Regions from separate parts of the Capra hircus genome. Here region 1 is linked to region 2. Evidence: chromatin contacts called from public Hi-C data. All regions are on one chromosome and are shown on one strand. The core of a region is the stretch at or near the end of the contact, and the rest is flanking DNA. Distances in the headings are between cores, read along the strand shown. Region 1 overlaps HIPK2 (homeodomain-interacting protein kinase 2). Region 2 overlaps HIPK2 (homeodomain-interacting protein kinase 2).

Region 1 (5,235 bases), core at 5-2,504, 53 kb before region 2:
CTTCTTTTAAGTGAAAAGGTGAAAGTTCTCCATTTAATAAGGAAAGAAAAAAGGTATGCTGAGGTTACTAAGATCTACGTTAAGAATGTTGTTGTTTAGTCACTAAGTCATATCTAAGTCTTGGCAACCCCATGGACTGTACGTAGCCCAGCAGACTCCTCTGTCCATTTTCCCAACCCAGGAACCGACCCCGATTCTCCTGCAATTCTCCTGCATCTCCTGCACGGGCAGGTGGATTCTTCACCACTGAGTCACCAGCGGAGCGTCTGGGTCGGGAAGATCCCCTGGAGAAGGTAATGGCAGTCCACTCTAGTATTCTTCCCTGAAAAACCCCACGGACAGAGGAGTCTGGTGGGCTACAGTCCATGGTGTGGCAAAGAGTTGGACACGACTGAGGACTAAGCATTGAGGATTGCTGTGCTTGATTTTTAGTAAACATGAATGAAGCCAGTATTCTTCACTAAATGGCATCAAGTTATCAAAATAATAAAAGCCTGAGCATCTTGACCCTGCTGCAGTTCACCCTAAATTCAGGCCAAGACCCAGGAATAAGTGGCCTCTGGCATGCTGGTCTGGCACCCCCAAGTGCCAGCGGGGAGCTGGCCACAGCGCTGACTATCCCTCAGACGGGTGGGTGAGCCTACATGATGCCACCCAGACCGCACGTTGACAGAAGGGCACTTTCAAGAGAATGCCTGCCATCCCAGCCCTGCCCAACCACCTCCTCACGCCCTCCCCTGGGGTCTGCAAGCCCAGGCTCCCTTCCGTGGCGGCCACGGCACCAGGCTCACAGCCTCCTTCTTTGCCTGGCTCCAGGGCTGAGGGTTCAACAGCTGACCACAGAATCTTAAGAAGCAGGTGAGTGGAGAGGAACCGGCTGAGCAATATAGATCCACCTCTCCAGAAACCCAGGGGACATGGACATGAGGCTCCTTCCTGGATGCTCAAGAAGGGATGGGGGGATGGTGGTGGATGGAACAGGTGGAATGGCTTGCAATCCTGTTTGATTCAGGACTGAGATGAGGGAGGTGGGGGACCATGGGGATGCCTGTCTCCTGGCCACAGACCATCCAGGGCGTGGGGCATGAGGTCATGGATGGAGACCCAAGGGTGAGGGCCGGGCTGGGTCAGGAGACCCTGGGGTAAGGGCACCTGTGCAGACCTGGCCAGGTGGAGGGGTGGGCAGACAAGGTGGGGAGGCGCCAGGACGGCCTCAGAATGGGTTGATGGGCTGGCTGTGCCCACGTGGCTCAGACACACTCATCTCCTCCGTGGCCAGGACGGAGGGGTGAGTGGAAAGCGTGTGCACCCTTCGGGGCCGGGCCCACAGGGCCTGGGCACGATGAAGTCGAGGGATTCAGGTTTCACCACCCACGTGTCAACCTCCTAAATGTGTCATCAGCCCCCATTCTCTCCTGGGTTTTAGTTTCGTTTCTTGCCAACCTCCACGAGTCTTGGACCGTTCAAACATTCCCTCAAGCGCCGCCCACGGCCACCTCCCAGAACAGACTCACTTGTTCCTGTTCCTATCCAAGCCCTGAGCGCCCACCACATGCTGGACTCAGAGCTGAGCACCCAAGCCATGTCCTGGCTCCATCATCCACCAGCCCCACACGGCTGGTACCCAGACCCACCCAGTTTACGGGTCAGGAACAAGGCAACCAGCCCAGCCACACACTTTAGTGAGCAGAGCAACGAGGCCTCCCTGACCTGAGCCAGGGCTCTCATCTGGGTCCCTCCTGAACGGCGGCTCTCAACCCCAGCTGTGTGCTGAGAGCCCCAGGAGAGCCCTGACAATCACCCGTGCGGGACACCTCCCCTAGAGCCGTCTGTTCAGCTTGTGGGGACTGGGACCTAAATCAGGTGTTTTCTTTTAAAGATCCATCCACCTGCTGGTGACTTTGACATGGCGCCAAGGGTGGGAAGCTGTATACTACAGACTTCAGGATGGTGACGGCCTTGCCCCTGCTGGCCTGGGTGTGTTCCCATCCCCAGAGCTGCGCCTAGCTCATGACAGAAGTGAAATAAATCTTTGTTGAGTGAAGGAATGGAAGTTTCACATTTTCCAACCAAGGGTGTTACAATCCTTCATCTTCCTGACCCCAAGCCTGGAGTTCTCCCATCACCAGAGCAGGCGGCCTGGTCCCCAGGTTACAGACCCTCCCCTTGGCCTCCTCCTCCTACAGGGACATCGGACCACCTTCTCAGAGCATCACTTTCATCCCATAACCCTCTGCTGCGCAAATGCGTTGGTGCTTACTCCACGTTTACAGACGCAACTGCAACCCCTCAGTCTGGTCGCTAAGACCCCAGCATCCCAGTGCCAGCTTATCCTTGTGGTCAGCTCTTCCACCCACCACAGATCCTCTGTTCTGGCCAGGTGGGCAGTCCTCCAGTCTGCTGTGAGTCTTTCTGGGCATTTTGCTGGAGCGACTTCATCACGTGTGCCCCTCTCTCTCCTTCACCTGCATCTGGATTCTATCCGTCCATGACAACCTGACTCCCCTGCCATGCCTTTGCTCTTAGCCCCAGCCCCACCCTGCCAGGAATCCCTCCCAACTCTGAACATCTACGCCAAGAATCTTACTTGGCTCTGTTTTCACGTGACTTCTAATCATCGTTTCCAAGTGCACATGTCCTAATTTCCCGACTAAACCATGACCACTGAGAGCAGCAATTTTATCTCCCCGGCAGAGACCAACACGGCACACGCTCTGTGAGTGCTGCTGGACATTCAGAATCTCTTATCTCAGGGCACATGGCCTTACCTGTAATATCTAGACTGTAGGTAGGTGGAGCACACAGCCTTGGACACGTGACTGGCAGAACCGAAGTCAATGACCTTCACCCTGTACGGCTGTCTGGATGGATCTACCAACATGATGTTCTCTGGTTTGAGGTCGGCATGGATAAGACCTAGACTTTTCAGTTTCATCAGGGCGGTGGCGACCTGCTGGAGGACCGGGCGAATGTACTTGAGGGGCAACGGGCTGAACTTGTTCTGCTTCAGAAAGTCATAGAGGTTCTGCTCCAGCATCTCGAACACCAAGCACGTGTGGTTCTTGTGCTGGAAGCACTCGTAGGCGCGGACGAAGTTGTAGTCGTCGGCGCTCTCCGTGCTCAGGCGGGCCAGGATGCTCACCTCGATCTGACCTTGGCGGGCGTACGATGGGTGGTTCTTCAGGATCTTGATGGCCACAATCTCATTGGTGCCCCGTTTCCAGCACTTGACCACTTGCCCGAACGTCCCTCGGCCCAGGAACTCTAAGACCTCGTACGTGTTGGTCATGGAGCACAGCACCTCATGCTGGACCAGCTGGTAATCCCCCTCGCTGTTGGAGCCGCTGTTTTTGGAGGTGGCAGTCGAGGTGGTGGCAGTGGCTACGGTGGCCCCGCTCGCATTGTTCTGAATCATGGGCGGGTGCTCCTCGATGATCTGCACGCTGCTCGTGTTCTCGATCTCCTCACTCTTCCGCTTGAGTCCACATTTTTGGTAGGTGTCAAGAAGGCTCACAGTGCTGCGACGCATGAGGTTGTGCGGTCCGCCAAGGACAGGCCCGGAGACAGAAGTGCTGCTGGCTGAGGTCACGACGATGTGCCCGGTGCTTCCTGGGAAGATGATGGTCTGCTCGTACGGGAGGCTGGGGTTGGGGATGGGCAGGGAGGCGCTGACGGTCGCGGCGGCTGGCTGGGACGGTGGCGCGTTCTTGCTCGGGCCGTACACTTTGCTGTGGGAGCCGTACCCGGTCATGTCCCAGTTGGAACTCGGCTCTACTTTCAGTTTCTTCACGCTACAGAAGGCACTTGATTGAAGGGTGTGAGGGGAGAAAACTTGCACATGTGAGGCCATACCTGCGGGAGGAGAGAGAGAGATGTTAGTCGCCCTCGCGTGAATGAACATGACATGGCCCCTTGGGTTCTGATCAGCGGTGTGGGTCCTCGAGAATACTGTCTTTCCACTTCAAAACAAGGGCAAAGGGGCTTCCCTGGTGGTCCGGGGGGTGAAGAATCTGCCTTGCACGACAGGGGGACGCCTGATCGATCCCTGGTCGGGGAAGATCCCACATGCCGCGGAGCGACTAGCCCCGCGTGTCACAGCTACGGAAGCTTGCACGTCCTAGAGCCCGTGCTCCATATCCAGAGACGCCGCCGCAACGAGAAGCCCGCGCACCGCAACTAGAGAGGAGCTCCCGCTTGTCGCAACTTCAGAAAGCCCGCATGCAGCGATGAAGACCCAGTGCAACCAAAAAATTAATAAACTTAAAAAAAAGGTTGGAAAATCGACTCTGTTCCACCCAGAAGCACAATCTGGCCACTAAGCCTGTGGGCCTGGGGAGTTCCGGTAGAAGACTCGAAGGCTGGGAGTACGGCCAAGTCTCAGAGATGGAATTAGAATTCCAGAACTTAGCTTGTTATGTTGGTTTTTTTTCCTAATAAGCATTGTCTGCAATAGAAACAAATTCTTCCTCAGTTCTCATCGGGTGGCAACCTGAAGGCTGCCTCAGGTGGCCCGGTTACCTACTGTATACTTAGCTGTCTCACATGGTTGGGTACTCCCTGCCCATACACAGGCCCTGCAAGTGTCAGGCTTGCTCATTTGAGGAAAAAGCTTCCCACACAGGTCCAATCACAGGGCCACTCATGATCTGCTAGCTTCCGGATGAACCATAATTACCCCCTGGTGTCTTACTCACCTTAAACCATTCTGGAGGGCTGAACTGACCAGCAGTTGGTCTGACGTTTTCACTGAGATAGTCTGAAATCATTTTATCAACATTTTTTTTTGGGGCGGGGGGGGGGAGTTGGCTAGGGTAAAGGGTAGCATAATTCATGGGCTCTGTTCACTCACTTTTCCTGCTAAAGTCATGTATCAATCAATTTATCTAGAAAGTACTATTATTTCATATTAAAACCTCACCCACAATTTAAGAAACCTCAGTAATCTAGAAGACCACAACTATGGCATAGCTGTGCAATTTGTAACTACGGTGATGCTGGACACAAACAAAAATTCATAGACAATGAATTAAGGAAAAGTAACAGGGCGATGAGGAAGGGTAAATCCTTGCAGGCAAAAGCAGAAATAAACACTGCCCATCTTCTAAAGTGTAGTTAAGAAACATTTCCTATAAAAGCACACAGTGGGGCTTCTCTCAAGCACCATCAGTGTTTAGTGATCCTAGTGTGTGTGTCTTTCTGACCCCCTAGCATTGCCTGTGGGTGGTTATATATTTT
Region 2 (4,608 bases), core at 748-3,247:
CAATTCTCTGAGAAATCAAAGATTTCTTCCCCAGACTATAGCAATGCTGTAGGATAAGGCAATGGCATCCCACTCCAGTACTCTTGCCTGGAACATCCCATGGATGGAGGAGCCTGGTAGACTACAGTCCATGGGGTTGAGAAGAGTTGGACATGACTGAGCGACTTCACTTTCACTTTTCACTTTCATGCATTGGAGAAGGAAATGGCAACCCACTCCAGTGTTCTTGCCTGGAGAATCCCAGGGACAGGGGAGCCTGGTGGGCTGCTGTCTATAAGGTCGCACAGAGTCGGACACGACTGAAGTGACTTAGCAGCAGCAGCAGCAGCAGGGAAAAAACTAATACCACTTAAGGTCTGAGAGGGGTGGGGTGATGCTTTTAGAGAAGAAATTAAAGTCAGTGTTCAAAAGGGGTACCACAAATGCCTTGTCAAGCACATTTCACTTTCACTTCCCTCGTGTGAAAACGTTACCAGCAAAGTTCAAAATATCTTTCGGAGAAAAGGGAGACCAGCAGGACTGAACACAGCACTTGAGTCCCATGAAGAAAGCCACGGATTAGGTGTGCCTGATGGCAGAGTCACCCTCTGACAATAGAGACACATTCACACCCACTGACAGACTCGCTATCAGAACGACTTTCTTTAATCATCACTCTCAAATTGAGAAGATACACTAGAGGCTCTAGAAGGGTGACTTCTGCAGGTTTCTATACAAAGAAAGATCTTCATACAAAGATCTGTACAAACAAAAGTCATGTGTGCTGCTTTAACAAGTCTTGGGAAGTGTCTACAATGCATGTGAAGGCGACTCGAGCAGAGAAGACAGAAACGACAGCTGAGGCTCTATCTTCCTAGACTGTGTGGTCTGATGGGGCAGGCAGGTGGAAAACACACACACCCAGACACATGGATGCCTGAACACGCCAAGCACCACGAAGAAAAAGAGCAGGGTGTCCTGAGATCAGAAAGGGGGCATTTACTTTACAGGAGGAAGTGACATTTCGGTTGTGACTACAGAGTGAGTGGGAGCTGGCCAGGCAGAGAGTGGGCGAGCCTTCCACATTAGACTGTGAGCAAAGGTGCTGAAGCAGGAAGGAGCAGAGGATGGTCACCCAGGGGCAAAGGGAAGACTCACCTAAAGTGAGGCTGCAGAAATCCACAAGGGCTGTACGGTAACCATGTGACTCAGGATTTGGGATTTTACTCCAAGTGTCAGGGGAAGCCGCTGGCCATCCCAAACGGGACAGCGGTCACATCTGAGCTACACTGAGAATCAACGTGGAGATTGGCTGGAAGCTCAAGAATGAATGGCGGGGTTGGGTGGGTGGGACAAGTCGAGAGGCGGTACAGAGAAGATGTGAAGCTGGATTAGACGAGGCTGCGTGCGTGTCAGTCACTTTAGTCGTGCTGGACTCTGTGATGCCAAGGACTGTAGCCCACCCATCTCCTCCGTCCATGGGATTCTCCAGGCAGGAATAGTGGAGTGGGTCACCACGCCCTCCTCCAGGGGATCTTCCTGACCCAGGGATAGAACCCACGTCTCCTGCAATGCAGGCGGATTCTTTACCCTCTGAGCCACCTGGGAAGCTGGTTGATGCTACAGGGGTCCAAACTATACCCTGAAGGCAGAATTCAGCCCAAAGCCGGTTTGGGTAAACAGAGCTTTATTGGAACACCACCCCGCCTGCTCATTTACGTATGGTCTACAACGGCTTTCACTATCAGGGCAGAGCCGAGTAGCTGTGACAGAGGCCGTTTGGCCTAAAATATCTGCTATGTGGCCCTTTCGAGAAAGTCTGCTGACCGATGGACTAGCAGGGTGGCAGTGGAGAAAGACAAAGTTCACTGTGTAAAACTGATAGTCGCTATTTGCAGATTCCATAATCTCGCTAATATTTATTTGTAACTTCAAAATCAATCCTCGGCAGGTGCTTTCACAGTCACCCCGGGCACGCACACACTGCCAGGAAAAATCTGGGCTGCGTGATGCCTGATGCCTGTGTTCCCAGCTGAGGTCAAACGAGGTCGGGCTCTGACTTCTTGCTTCAGCTCTTACATCAATACTATAAGTGAGCTTACTTTCCATGGTCTATTTAGGACCACGTTTTTCACATTTGGGGGTGTTTTTTGTTTGGGATTTTTAAATGACCCCCAAGCATCATGATGAATGGGTGTCTAGTGTTTCTAAGTGTGAGCAGGCTGAGACATGTCTTACAGAAAAATACATGTGTTCGCTAAGCTTCATTCCAGCATGGGTTATAGTGCTGTGGGCTGCAAGTTCAACGCTAATCAATCAACAGTGTGTATTAAAGAAGGTGTCATTCAACAAAAACACACATAAAACACAAGGTTCTGCAGTGATCGGCTGATGAAAATATGACCAGAGACTCACAGAAAGCCAATCCTAGGGGCAGTGGTTCATCGTCCCCTAACGTGGCACCCGCAGTGACTTCACAGAATGTAACCACAGTGAAAAACAAGAGTGGCTGTACTGGGGAGGCAAAAATCAATACAATTCAGTGATGGATTAAATATAAAGTAAAATGAAGTTGAGGATGACTCTCCAGTTTCTGATATGAACTACTGGGTGGAAGAAGATGTTGTTTATGGAAATAAAGATTTCTGGGAGAAGTACACACTTCGGGTGGTTGAACAAGATTTTTCTCTTTTACACGTTAAGTCTGAGATGCTTGTGAGACATCCAAATAGAGATGTCGTGTAGATTGTGGGCTTTGTGACTTTGGAGCACAAAAAAAAAGGAGTCTAGGTAAAGACACAACTTTGGGAGTCACTGACACACAGAGGTGGTGTGTGAAAGCCCTCGGGGATAGTTATGGTCCCCCAAGAGCAGGAGGAACTCTGCGCCTTCCTGAATTCGTGGGCAGGTGAACTTTAATCTTTATCAAGGTGCTTTGATTTGTTTAATATAAAAACACTTAGAGGAGGAAATTAGGTTAACCTGGTGGCCTGTATCTTTGTTGTTTAGTTGCTAAGTCGTGTTCCACTCTTTGTGACCTCATGGACTGTAGCCTGCCAGGCTTCTCTGTCCATGGGCTTTTCCAGGCAAGAATACTGGAGTGGGTTGCCATTTCATCCTCCAGGGGGATATTCCCCACCCAGGAATCGAACCTGCGTCTCCTGCACTGCAGGCAGATTCTTTACCACTGAGCCACCAGGGAAGTATCTAGAACCAGTATCTGTATCTAATCTAACCAGAGTAATGGTCATACTCCTTGATCTAATAATGCTTCTTTGAAGAACTGATCCTAAAACCCAGACACCCCTTAATGTTACCCTGAGTGACACTGAGAAATGATTCAGGATAGAAGAACCAGAAACAACTTTAACATCTGGGGAATGTTACACTAACAAAACTAGCAATATTTTCCTCTGTGATTTCTTTGACAGATTCTAAACTTAGAAATGTCAACCCCTCTGGAGGTTTAATAAATACCACTTCTGTTTCCTCCCAGCTTTCTTTAAAAATGGATTTTTTAAAAAAAAATCCATTGATATATTTTACCTTTCTCCATGAAAATGCAGGCTGCTTCAGGGTAGGGGCACTCATCTGTTTCACTCACTGCTGCACCCCTAGCACCTAGAGCAATCGCTGGCTTCCTGAATGCGCTCGACAGACTTTTGTTGAATTTAACAGTTTAATCACACAGAATTTATGTTGGTATAATGATGTGAGGTGATAACATCCGTTGAGACTTTTCAAATTGCTATCACGTGGTCCCGTCCCCATTTGCTAAATCAGGTTTCCTTTTCCCGACTGCTTCGTGGAAACTTCTTCGTCATCTATTAAATGCTCACAGACAACGGGGCCTTAAATCTGGAGCACCTATTCTGCCCGCTGATGGGGCTGTCAAGTTTCGTGCCAAATCTGAAGCTTTATGGTTTGGCTTAACACATGGCAGAGCTGGTCCTTCCACTGCTCTTATCTTTCAGACCTGACTGTTCTATGCGCCCAACACCTTCTCTTTCAAGAAGACCAAAAGGAATCAGCATTTCAAATTTTAAAACATTTATTCAGGTTCTGACTGAAACAAACAACATTTATATTCGGGGGCAGAACAAACATATTTACAAATTTCTCTTATCAAGGAAGGGACTGGAAGGACTTTCTGCTTTGCAGCTAGAGCCTAGTGGATAGGGGCAGGGGCTCTGGGTCCAGGCTACTGGGGGGCAGGAGGAGCCGGGGATGGGGGTAACCTCAGCTCAGCCACCTGGGAGCAGCTGAACCTTCCACTACCTCTGGAGTGTAACACAGCGGGGACATAACCTACGCTGCTGCATTACTACAAGGTGACAATGATTTAACAGAACTGAAGCCTGAGAACAAAACTGGAACTTCCAAGGGCTCTGTAAGTATTAGCTGTTATCATCTTTCCATAACTTTTCTTCTTAGAGGTCTCAGTAAGGTTATTCTCAGATCTCTGTTTTAGCTGCTCAAATGGGCTCATGGCTTGGCTGCCCCGAACTATACCCTCCTCTGCACCAGCTACCAGACTAAGACCTTGATATCATCTCATTTGCTTGACACTCACCATCTCATTTCTTCCTAATGGATGGAGAGGAGGCAAACGGGACAGCAGGGCGGGGG

What was found. Hi-C and Micro-C count contacts between places; a contact is called where the count stands out from the background.
Region 1: a contact with region 2 is called in a Hi-C map of liver, with 1.8 times the contacts expected there. The contact joins two enhancer-like sites.

Annotation. Positions count from the first base shown.
Region 1 is chr4:17,237,625-17,242,859 of ARS1.2, reverse strand. It overlaps HIPK2 (homeodomain-interacting protein kinase 2), which reads right to left. Exons shown (of 15, transcript XM_018046876.1): 2 at 2,769-3,852. Among named protein-coding and RNA genes, the nearest start is that of HIPK2, 66 kb to the right of the region's middle. Within about 2 kb of position 1,254, at least 1 of the 5 cell types and tissues checked has an H3K27ac peak or open chromatin away from gene starts, as enhancers often do.
Region 2 is chr4:17,185,875-17,190,482 of ARS1.2, reverse strand. The region is part of intron 1 of HIPK2 (homeodomain-interacting protein kinase 2); the gene reads right to left. Among named protein-coding and RNA genes, the nearest start is that of HIPK2, 14 kb to the right of the region's middle. Within about 2 kb of position 1,997, at least 1 of the 5 cell types and tissues checked has an H3K27ac peak or open chromatin away from gene starts, as enhancers often do.